3 separate regions of the Sus scrofa genome follow, and regions 1 and 2 are each linked to region 3. The links are chromatin contacts, called in public HiChIP or PLAC-seq maps. All regions are on one chromosome and are shown on one strand. Each heading gives the region's core, a stretch centred on a gene start, on an enhancer-like site or on the middle of the called end of the contact. The rest is flanking DNA. Distances are from core to core; before and after follow the strand shown. Region 1 overlaps ANKRD22 (ankyrin repeat domain-containing protein 22). Region 2 has its middle 21 kb from the start of ACTA2. Region 3 overlaps LIPA (lipase A, lysosomal acid type).

Region 1 (2,918 bases), core at 208-2,707, 380 kb after region 3:
CCTGATAAAGAAGACATGATAATTAGATGGAGAGAGAAACCAGGCACAAATTGTTTAAGTATGTTGTCCAAGTAACGTACCTATTACCTGGTGGAGTTGAGACTGGAACCCAGAAAGTTTGCTTCCAGTGTCTGTATTTGTAACCACTCCCCCCCCCCACTCCGCCCCACGTTTATGTCCATTGAAGTCACCTCATTTATTTGTTTTAAGAGTTAGATGCCATGGGACTCCCAATTCTAGTGTCTCCCAACTTTTGGACATCTGTGCCCCTTGCTTACCCAGAAGAGAAGTGTAGGAACTGTCTAGACCTACGGACACCCAGTGGCAGCTATCGCTGCCCCTCTTGGGGCTTCTTCTGGCTGTGTCCTTTCTTGCACCTGTTCTTCTGTTCCTGACATTTCAGCTCTTCTTCTAAATGCTGCCACTTTGCCTACCAATGTGCAGAGATTTGGCTGGACCTTGCTACATCCCTCTGGGCACTCACTAGCCCCCTCTTAGCTTTCATTAACAAACATATCACAGATTCCTCTCCAATCACACTGAGTCTTCACAGACCACATTCTCAGGCCCCTGCATTCAGCCTTCTGCCCAACACTGTATAAAAATTGATCTCTGAATGGTTGTTAGTGATCAAATCCATTTCTTACACTTCATTCTCTTAACTCTATCTTCCTTCCTGAAACTTTAAAACCTTTTTTTTTTCTTTTTTAGCAGATATTGCTAAACACAGAAGCCGTCTACGAAAGATTGGAAGATAAGATCAGATAAATACTCTAAGTGAAATTGCTCAAATGGGATTGAGAAAGCACTCAAAGGGGACTGGGCAACTCCTGCAGGAAGACTGTCCACTTTTCTTTTCCTCTTTATAGTTAACTCTCAGTAAAGATTTTGAGGAGCCAAACAGTGGGAGATTTCTGTGGTGTTCTGAGTAACTGTGAGCTCAATGTTGTCAAATTTTTCAATTTTTTAAGAGACGCTGGAAAGCCAGATAACTACATGAAAACTCCAGTTTTTTAATATTGTAATTTAAAATTTTAGGAAAAGAAAAATGAGTAATTTATAGGTGGGGAGTTCCCACTGTGGCATAGTGGATTAAAGGATCCAGCATTGCTGCAGCTGCAGGATGGGTTGCAGCTATGGCTCAGATTGAGTCCCCGGCCTGGGAATATCCATATGCTACAGATGTGGCCATTTAAAAAGATTTCACATGTGATGTCTGAGCCCAGGAGATATTTTACTTTTCACCAGAAAAATGAACTCTATAGCCGCCCATTTTAAAGTTCTGCGCAGTAGACCATCACTTCCCAAGTGCGAGTCTGTGAATAGCAGTGATCACTGGCAAATTATCACTGGTGTACGGCAAATTAAAAAAAGTGAAATAGGTTTTTCTCTGCAGCTACATCTATGTAACAGTTTTTTCCCTGATGATAGACTTGTCAGTACTTTTATGACCCTGCCCCCTAGTGGTGACTGAGAGATTATAACAGCATAGACTCCAGCTGCCTGTGTAGTTCATGCAACAAATTACATGTATGTGATATCTAGTTAAAAATTAGACATCACGATTAACTTAATTTTCTAATTTTTTTAAAAAAGCTTTTCCTTCTTTGTATTTGGGCCGTATCTTTTTCGAGTTTCTCCTGCCATCTCTGACTACTACTATTTCTTTACCTCATGGAAGATACTGCTAATTAATGCAATTAATCTTAATAAGCAATGATAATAACTTGCATAAATTGAGAATCATTCATGTGCCAAGTACTTTAAGTGCTTTTTTCGCACTATCTAATTAAAATCAACCTGAAAATATTTAAGATTTGCCTACCAGGTGCCCCATGCTGCGTTCAATGCTGGGGCTATGGTGGTGAACGGAACGATGTAGCTTCTAGCCACGTAGAATTTATAACCTGAACTTCAGAGCCTTCTTTCATTCACTGTGGCCTCAACCCCTCCTGATCACACTACCTTAAAATTAACAATTACAAATAATTATGAAAAGAGCTATGCCAGTTGCTTTGAATGAACATTGGAGTCAGAAAAGACTTAGATAAAAGGACATTTTTTTTTTTTGTCTTTTTAGGGCTGCACCTGTGGCATATGTTGGTTCCTGGGCCATGTCTGTGACCTACACTGCAATGCTGAACGAGGCCAGGGATTGAACCCACGTCCTCATGATGCTAGTGGGGTTCATTAACCACTGAACCATGATGGGAACTCCATAAAATGAAAGTTAAATGATATGAAGGATTGAGTTAAAAGTTAGCCAGGTGAAGAGAGAGGCTGAAAAGTGTTTTGTTTTGTAGAGGGAGCAGTAAGGGAGGGCCCAGATGGGAGATACTAAACATGAAGTATTGAAAAAAGGAGAGAGTTCAGAGGGAGAGCAGAGGGGGGAAAAGTAATTACCCATTAAAAAATAAAACAGAGGGAATTCTTGTCATGGCTCAGTGATTAAGAACCTGACATAGTGTCCATGAGGATGTGGGTTTGATCCCTGGCCTCACTCAGTGGGTTAAGCATCCAGAGTTGCCACAAGCTGTGGCATTTGACCCCTAGCCTGGGAGCTTGCATATGCCATGGGTGCAGGTGGAAAGAAAGAAAGAAAGAAAGAAAGAAAGAAAGAAAGAAAGAAAGAAAGAAAGAAAGAAAGAAAGAAAGAAAGAAGGAAGGAAGGAAGGAAGGAAGGAAGGAAGGAAGGAAGGAAGGAAAGAAAGAAAGAGGGAGGGAGAGAGAAAGAAAGAAAAAGTAAGAAAGAAAGAAAGAAAGAGAGAGAGAGAAAGAAAAAGAAAGAAGGAAAGAAAGAAAGAAAGAAAGAAAGAAAGAAAGAAAGAAAGAAAGAAAGAAAGAAAGAAAGAAAGAAAGAAAAAGAAAGAAGGAAAGAAAGAAAGAAAGAAAGAAAAAGAAAGGAAAGAAGGAAGGGA
Region 2 (2,811 bases), core at 44-2,543, 270 kb after region 3:
CACTGGTGTCAATCATCATGTATTTACAGGTATCCTCACTCATTTGTTCATCAGAAATACATGTGGAAAATATTATCCTGTCCATTTTATAGATAAATGGGAGTTGTTCCCTTAATACCATCATACAGGAGAGCTGCCACCCTTTGTTTCTCTTTTACCCATGTGGCTTGTAGGAGATACAAATACATATAAAAACTCCTCTCTGTCCCTAAACAGAGACAGAGACTCCTGTCCTTAGTCTCAAGGCAGTGTTCTGTCCAGACTGTTGAGTGTCCTCAGCAGCTCCCAGGCTGGGTACCACTTGTTCTCCTGGGTACAAACATCTGGATGGGGTAATCAACCACCGATTGTCCTTGGGAGTGAGAGGATCTCCATTCACGTCGACATCTCACTGCAGAGACCTCAGGGCCCAAGATTTAATGGCTATTTGGTCCAGAAAACCCAAGCTCCCCTGGTCTTCTCTGCCCTGTAGCTTGAGGTAATTAGGATGATTATTGCAAATAATATGAGCTGTCATGTGCTGGGCACCTGTCATGACCAGATCCTGCCAAGCCCTTTCTATTAGGATCTCATTTCATCCCACAACAGCCCTATGGAGTGGATGTTCTCACTCTCTCTCTCTCTCTCTTTTTTTTTTCCTCACAGTTGGAGCAACTGAGGCTACCCAGGTTAAGGAATATACCCAATGTCATTCCACTGACAGAGGTGAGACTTGAGCTGCAAATCCATACTTTTAGCTTTTAAGCCAGCATTTCTCAAAGAATAGTCCACACAGATCAACCTCTTTGGGGGCTCACTTTAAATAGGCAGATTTCTGAAAAACCCAAGGGCTGCTGAGCTACAACATCTGTTGATGTGGCTGCAAACCTGAGCTTTAATCAGATTTCTCTGGTGATTTTTTTTTGGTCACTTCCATGGCATGCAGAAGTTCCTGGGTCAAGGACTGACCCCGCGCCACAGCTGTAATCAGAGCCACAGCCATGACAACACCAGAACCTTAAGCTGCTGAGTCAGGAGGGAATTCTGGTAATTGTCTGGCACATCAAAATTTAAGAATCTCTGTAACATGCTATGATTGAAATGCTCCAGTTGTGAATTTTTGCTTACCAGGCAAGGCACTCAATACCTCCTGGACTGAAATTTAAGGATTAGACACTTGGGAATGGATCACTTTGAAAATTTAGGCAAAACTCACCAAGCATTCCCAGAGTCATTGCAAGGTTTAGGACAAGTGAACCAAGTTGGCTGTACTTCATATTCACCACCAGAGGGCGCGAGCTCTCCGCTAAAGGAAAGGGCTTTTAGACCAGTTTCTCAATCTGGAAACTGGCAGGGCCAGAGGCAAAAATCAGGGAAACCAGAACCATCCACTGAACATGCATGATTGAAATGTTCTTTGTGAGCACTCAGCCACAGGGCCTAAGCACTTCCTCCAGCGTAGATCAGTAACTCCTGGCCTTGATCTCACAAGATTCGCATGACTTGAAGGGCTGGACTTGGTGGCAGAGTCCCATTATCCAGGCTCATATGAATCTCCCGAGGAGAAAAAACCCACAGCAGACAGGTTTGGCTGCTTCCTCAGTCCTCTTCTCGCCTTAACGATAGCAAACCAAACACTAAGAGCCTTCTTCTATGACAGCCAATTTTCCCACCACGGGCTTTTGCAGCCCCTGAGGATGACATGGGATTTTAATAACATTGATCCACATCATGCAGCCTTTGCACAGGAGGAAGCATGACTTTTTAAATAAATGAATAATTCTCTGTTGTCTTTCTGATCTCATTTGTGCATTCATGCTAAGCTTGGGTATTTTTAGCAGGATTTCAAAGAACAGCCTGGAGAAGAATTTGCATTTCCTGTGAGGGATGGGGGCGTTGTCTGGGCCAGCATACTCACAGAGTGACCACAAGCCACTGCAGCAACTAAGCTTATACAAAAAGCCAGGAGAGAGAGAGAGAGAGCGAGAAAAAGAGAGAGAGAGAGACGGAGGGAATGGGATTGCTAGGGATGTAGTTCTTCTGTATCAGAGTGTAAAAACCAGATGTTTAAGTAATATTTGTTCCTGGGTGAGCCAAGCCAATTTAGAAAACATTTGAAAGGCACTTTCCAGATTTACAAAGAACAAGGTTCTGGCTGGATCAAACTTACTGTCTATGAGGAAATGGACATTAAACAAATAGGTAGAGTACACTAAGAGGATTACGAAAGTGGAAATACATGGGTTATAAGCTCTTATGACCTTGGGGAGGCTTCCTTGAGAAGGTGGAGTTTAAGAAGAGCCTTAAAGGAGTTCCCATTGTGGCTCAGTGGTTAACGAATCCGAATAGGAACCATGAGGTTGCGGGTTTGATCCCTGGCCTTGCTCAGGATCCGGCGTTACTTTGGGCTGTGATGTAGGTTGCAGTCGAGGCTCGGATTCCGCATTGCTGTGGCTCTGGTGTAGGCTGGTGGCTATGGCTCCAATTTGACCCTTAGCCTGGGAACCTCCATATGCCGTGGGAGCGGCCCAAGAAACAGCAAAAAAAGACAAAAAAAAAAAAAAAAAAAGAGGCCTAAAGAGTCACAGTTAACTGGGAAAAAAATGGGGGGGGGGGTGAGGGTGTTGAGACTGGAGAAGAGGAAGTAGCATGAACAGGAATGTGCTCCAGGCAGAGGCCCAGAGATGGGAGAGGACGCATGTGTAGAAAAGAGAACCCCAAAGAACTGGGCCACACATAGACTTTAGAAGTATGACTCTAGTTGACTCAGTTTTCCAAAGCAGAGCTCATAGCGTTTTCTCTGTGAAATGTCTGCCTTGAAATCCGTCACCC
Region 3 (2,700 bases), core at 97-2,596:
ACATCTGCAAACCCATCACCAGAATCAAGATAGTGGACATATCTGCCATCCGCAGAGGTCACTTTTAATACCCTCCTCCACCCTCTCCTGTCTGTTTCCTGGCACTATAGGTCATTTTGCACTTTCCAGAGTTTTAAGTATAATCATTCAGTATACATGCGTTTTTGCCTGACTTCTCTTACTCAGCGTAATAATTTTGAGATTCACCCAGGTTGTCCATGCATCAGTAAGTAGTTCATTTCTTTTTGGTACTGAGTGAGGAGAATTGGTATTTTTATTATTTTTATTTATTTAATTTTTGTCTTTTTGCCATTTCTTGAGCCACTCCCGCGACATATGGAGGTTCCCAGGTTAGGGGTCTAATCGGAGTTGTAGACACCGGCCTATGCCAGAGCCACGCAACTCGGGATCTGAGCCGCGTCTGTAACCTACACCACAGCTCACAGCAGCGCTGGATCCTTAACCCACTGAGCAAGGCCGGGGATTGAACCCACAACCTCATGGTTCCTAGTCAGATTTGTTAACCACTGAGCCATAACGGGAACTCCAGAGAATTGGTATTTTTAAAAGCTTCTGCCCAATAGATTCTTCTGCCCAAACAGATTTGGGAATCACTGATCCAGAACATCGCTGGAGCTTTAGTATCCTCCTCAGTTGTCCCAGGAACCTGCCGGTTGGCAGTGCCCTCATTCTCCTCTCCTTGGCTCATCCCTAGGGAACCAGGCAGGACTGTGCCTGAGGCTTTTAGCCCCATAGTGGCTGTAAAGCCCAGTGTTAACTGTCAGGGGGCTCAGTGCCAGAGTTCTGCCTAGAAGAGGAGCATCTGAAAGGCAGGTAGCTCATGACATGCTGGAGAACACACACTTGGCCCTGAGGCCACTGTCCTGAAACCTTCAAAGGCCCTCAAATGTGCATTCACAAGTGTCCATTCAGGCCCCTGCTTTGCTCCTCGGCCACATGTCTGTTAACAGTCGCTTGTTTTCTCTCTATACCCTGCCATCAAAATACCCTATCTTTTTGAGCAATGTTACCCTCTTACCTTATGGACATCTTTCAGAAGGACCTAGTTTCTGTCTCAAGCAGTCAGTGCTCCCCTGTGTGGAAGATGACTGAGCCAAACTGAGGGCAGACACTGGCTGCCTACATGTGGCACCCCACACCCCAGCACAGTACAGGTGACCACTAGCCCTGACCTTTCACAGGCCCTTGGGAATGTGATGGCCAAGGCTGTCACAGCATGCATGGCATTCCCTCAGCCTTTCCTGCAGTGGGCCTCCACTGGGTGCTGGTTTGTCCTGGAGCTCTTGGGCTGGCCGCAGTCCAGGCTTCTGCTCTTGTGCCAGCCCTTTACTCAAGCAGCTAGCTGGGATCAAAGCCTGCTGGCTGCAGTTCAGACCGCTGCTCTCAGGCCCTGGGGTGACCTTTGTGGTTTTAAGTCCTAAGACATTGGAATGTGCCTCACAAATGCTTCTGAACCCAGATACACTGCAGAAGGCAGCCGTGCCCTTTGCTCTTCTGCTCCCTAGGTCATCCCTTTGTAAAAAAAAAAAAAAAAGTTGCTTTGTGCAACTGTGTCATAGGATCTTCCTGGCCTGTGCCCTCTGGGCTGTTGGCCAAGGACTGCCTCTCTTTGTCTACCCAGGACAGGCTGGTGAGCAGCCGGCTACCTGTTGGGAGAAGTTTCTGCTGAAGGCCTGTGGGGCCTGGGTGCTGGCAGGCTTGAGCACTATAACTAACTCAGTTTGAAGTTGGGAAGGGGTAGAGTTTGGGGGTGCCTTTAAAGGCCATTTTACTTATAGTATATTATAGTATACTTTGAAGTGGATATTTTGCTTAAGTAAATAGCATTCAGTTCTCAACAGTTCTAATACCTAGTTCTTCACTGGGTTTTTTTTAATTTAGTTTACAAATCTTCTTATTCTCTTTATAAACCTCACACATTTCAGAGACCCTGAAGAATCTCTAGCCCTCTTGCCAGCTGTGCCCCAAAGCCCAGGTACTTGGTCCTATTTGAAGAAGGCTGGTCCTTATCTTTACAGTGATGCTCAGAATTACTGAAGGTGCTATAAAAAATGTAGATTCTTGGGTCTACCCAAGACTTGTTGAGAATCAGAATTCCCAGGGGTATGTCCCTGGGATCTGCTTTTATTTTATTTTAATTTATTTTATTTTAGGGCCACACCTGTGGCATATGGAGGTTCCCAGGCTAGGGGTCTAATTGGAGCTGTAGCTGCCAGTCTACACCACAACCACAGCAATGCCAGATCTGAGCTACATCAGCTACCTACACCACCAGCAACACTGGATCCTTAACCCACTGAGCAAGGCCAGGGATTGAACTCCTCATGGATGCTAGTCAGATTCATGTTTGCTGAGCCACAACAGGAGCTCCTGCCTTTTTTTTTTTTTTTTTTGGCTACACTTGCAGCGTACAGAAGTTTCTATGCTAGGGATCAAACCCAGGCCACAGCAGTGACAACTCTGGATATTAGACCCACTGTGCCAGCAGGGAATCCTTGGGATCTGCATTTTTAATAAGTACCTCATATGGTCTGATGTTCGTTCTCTATTGTTCAAAACCTACAAAATCCAAAATATACTTTAGGTAGGCTCTTTAAAACACTGTAGAAGTTCCCGCTGTTGCACATCAGGTTATGGATCCAGTGTTGTCTCTGTGGCAGCTCAGGTTCAATACCTGGT

The links. HiChIP or PLAC-seq counts read pairs in DNA pulled down with a chosen protein or histone mark.
Region 1: an H3K27ac HiChIP or PLAC-seq map of alveolar macrophages shows a contact between it and region 3. The contact joins two enhancer-like sites. A contact is called at or near these places in 2 of 47 Hi-C or Micro-C datasets (embryonic fibroblasts and mesenteric adipose tissue) and 1 of 2 datasets of contacts at active chromatin or transcription factors (alveolar macrophages).
Region 2: an H3K27ac HiChIP or PLAC-seq map of alveolar macrophages shows a contact between it and region 3. The contact joins two enhancer-like sites. A contact is called at or near these places in 9 of 47 Hi-C or Micro-C datasets (embryonic fibroblasts, fetal heart ventricle, fetal skeletal muscle and 6 more) and 1 of 2 datasets of contacts at active chromatin or transcription factors (alveolar macrophages).

What each region holds. Positions count from the first base shown.
Region 1 is chr14:100,760,045-100,762,962 of Sscrofa11.1, reverse strand. All of the region lies in intron 1 of ANKRD22 (ankyrin repeat domain-containing protein 22), which reads left to right. Among named protein-coding and RNA genes, the nearest start is that of ANKRD22, 11 kb to the left of the region's middle. Within about 2 kb of position 1,457, at least 1 of the 83 cell types and tissues checked has an H3K27ac peak or open chromatin away from gene starts, as enhancers often do. A contact at or near this core is called in alveolar macrophages, where this site is marked.
Region 2 is chr14:100,864,748-100,867,558 of Sscrofa11.1, reverse strand. No RefSeq gene overlaps it. Among named protein-coding and RNA genes, the nearest start is that of ACTA2, 21 kb to the left of the region's middle. Within about 2 kb of position 1,293, at least 16 of the 83 cell types and tissues checked have an H3K27ac peak or open chromatin away from gene starts, as enhancers often do. A contact at or near this core is called in alveolar macrophages, where this site is marked.
Region 3 is chr14:101,137,942-101,140,641 of Sscrofa11.1, reverse strand. All of the region lies in intron 7 of LIPA (lipase A, lysosomal acid type), which reads left to right. Among named protein-coding and RNA genes, the nearest start is that of CH25H, 11 kb to the right of the region's middle. Within about 2 kb of position 1,346, at least 31 of the 83 cell types and tissues checked have an H3K27ac peak or open chromatin away from gene starts, as enhancers often do. A contact at or near this core is called in alveolar macrophages, where this site is marked.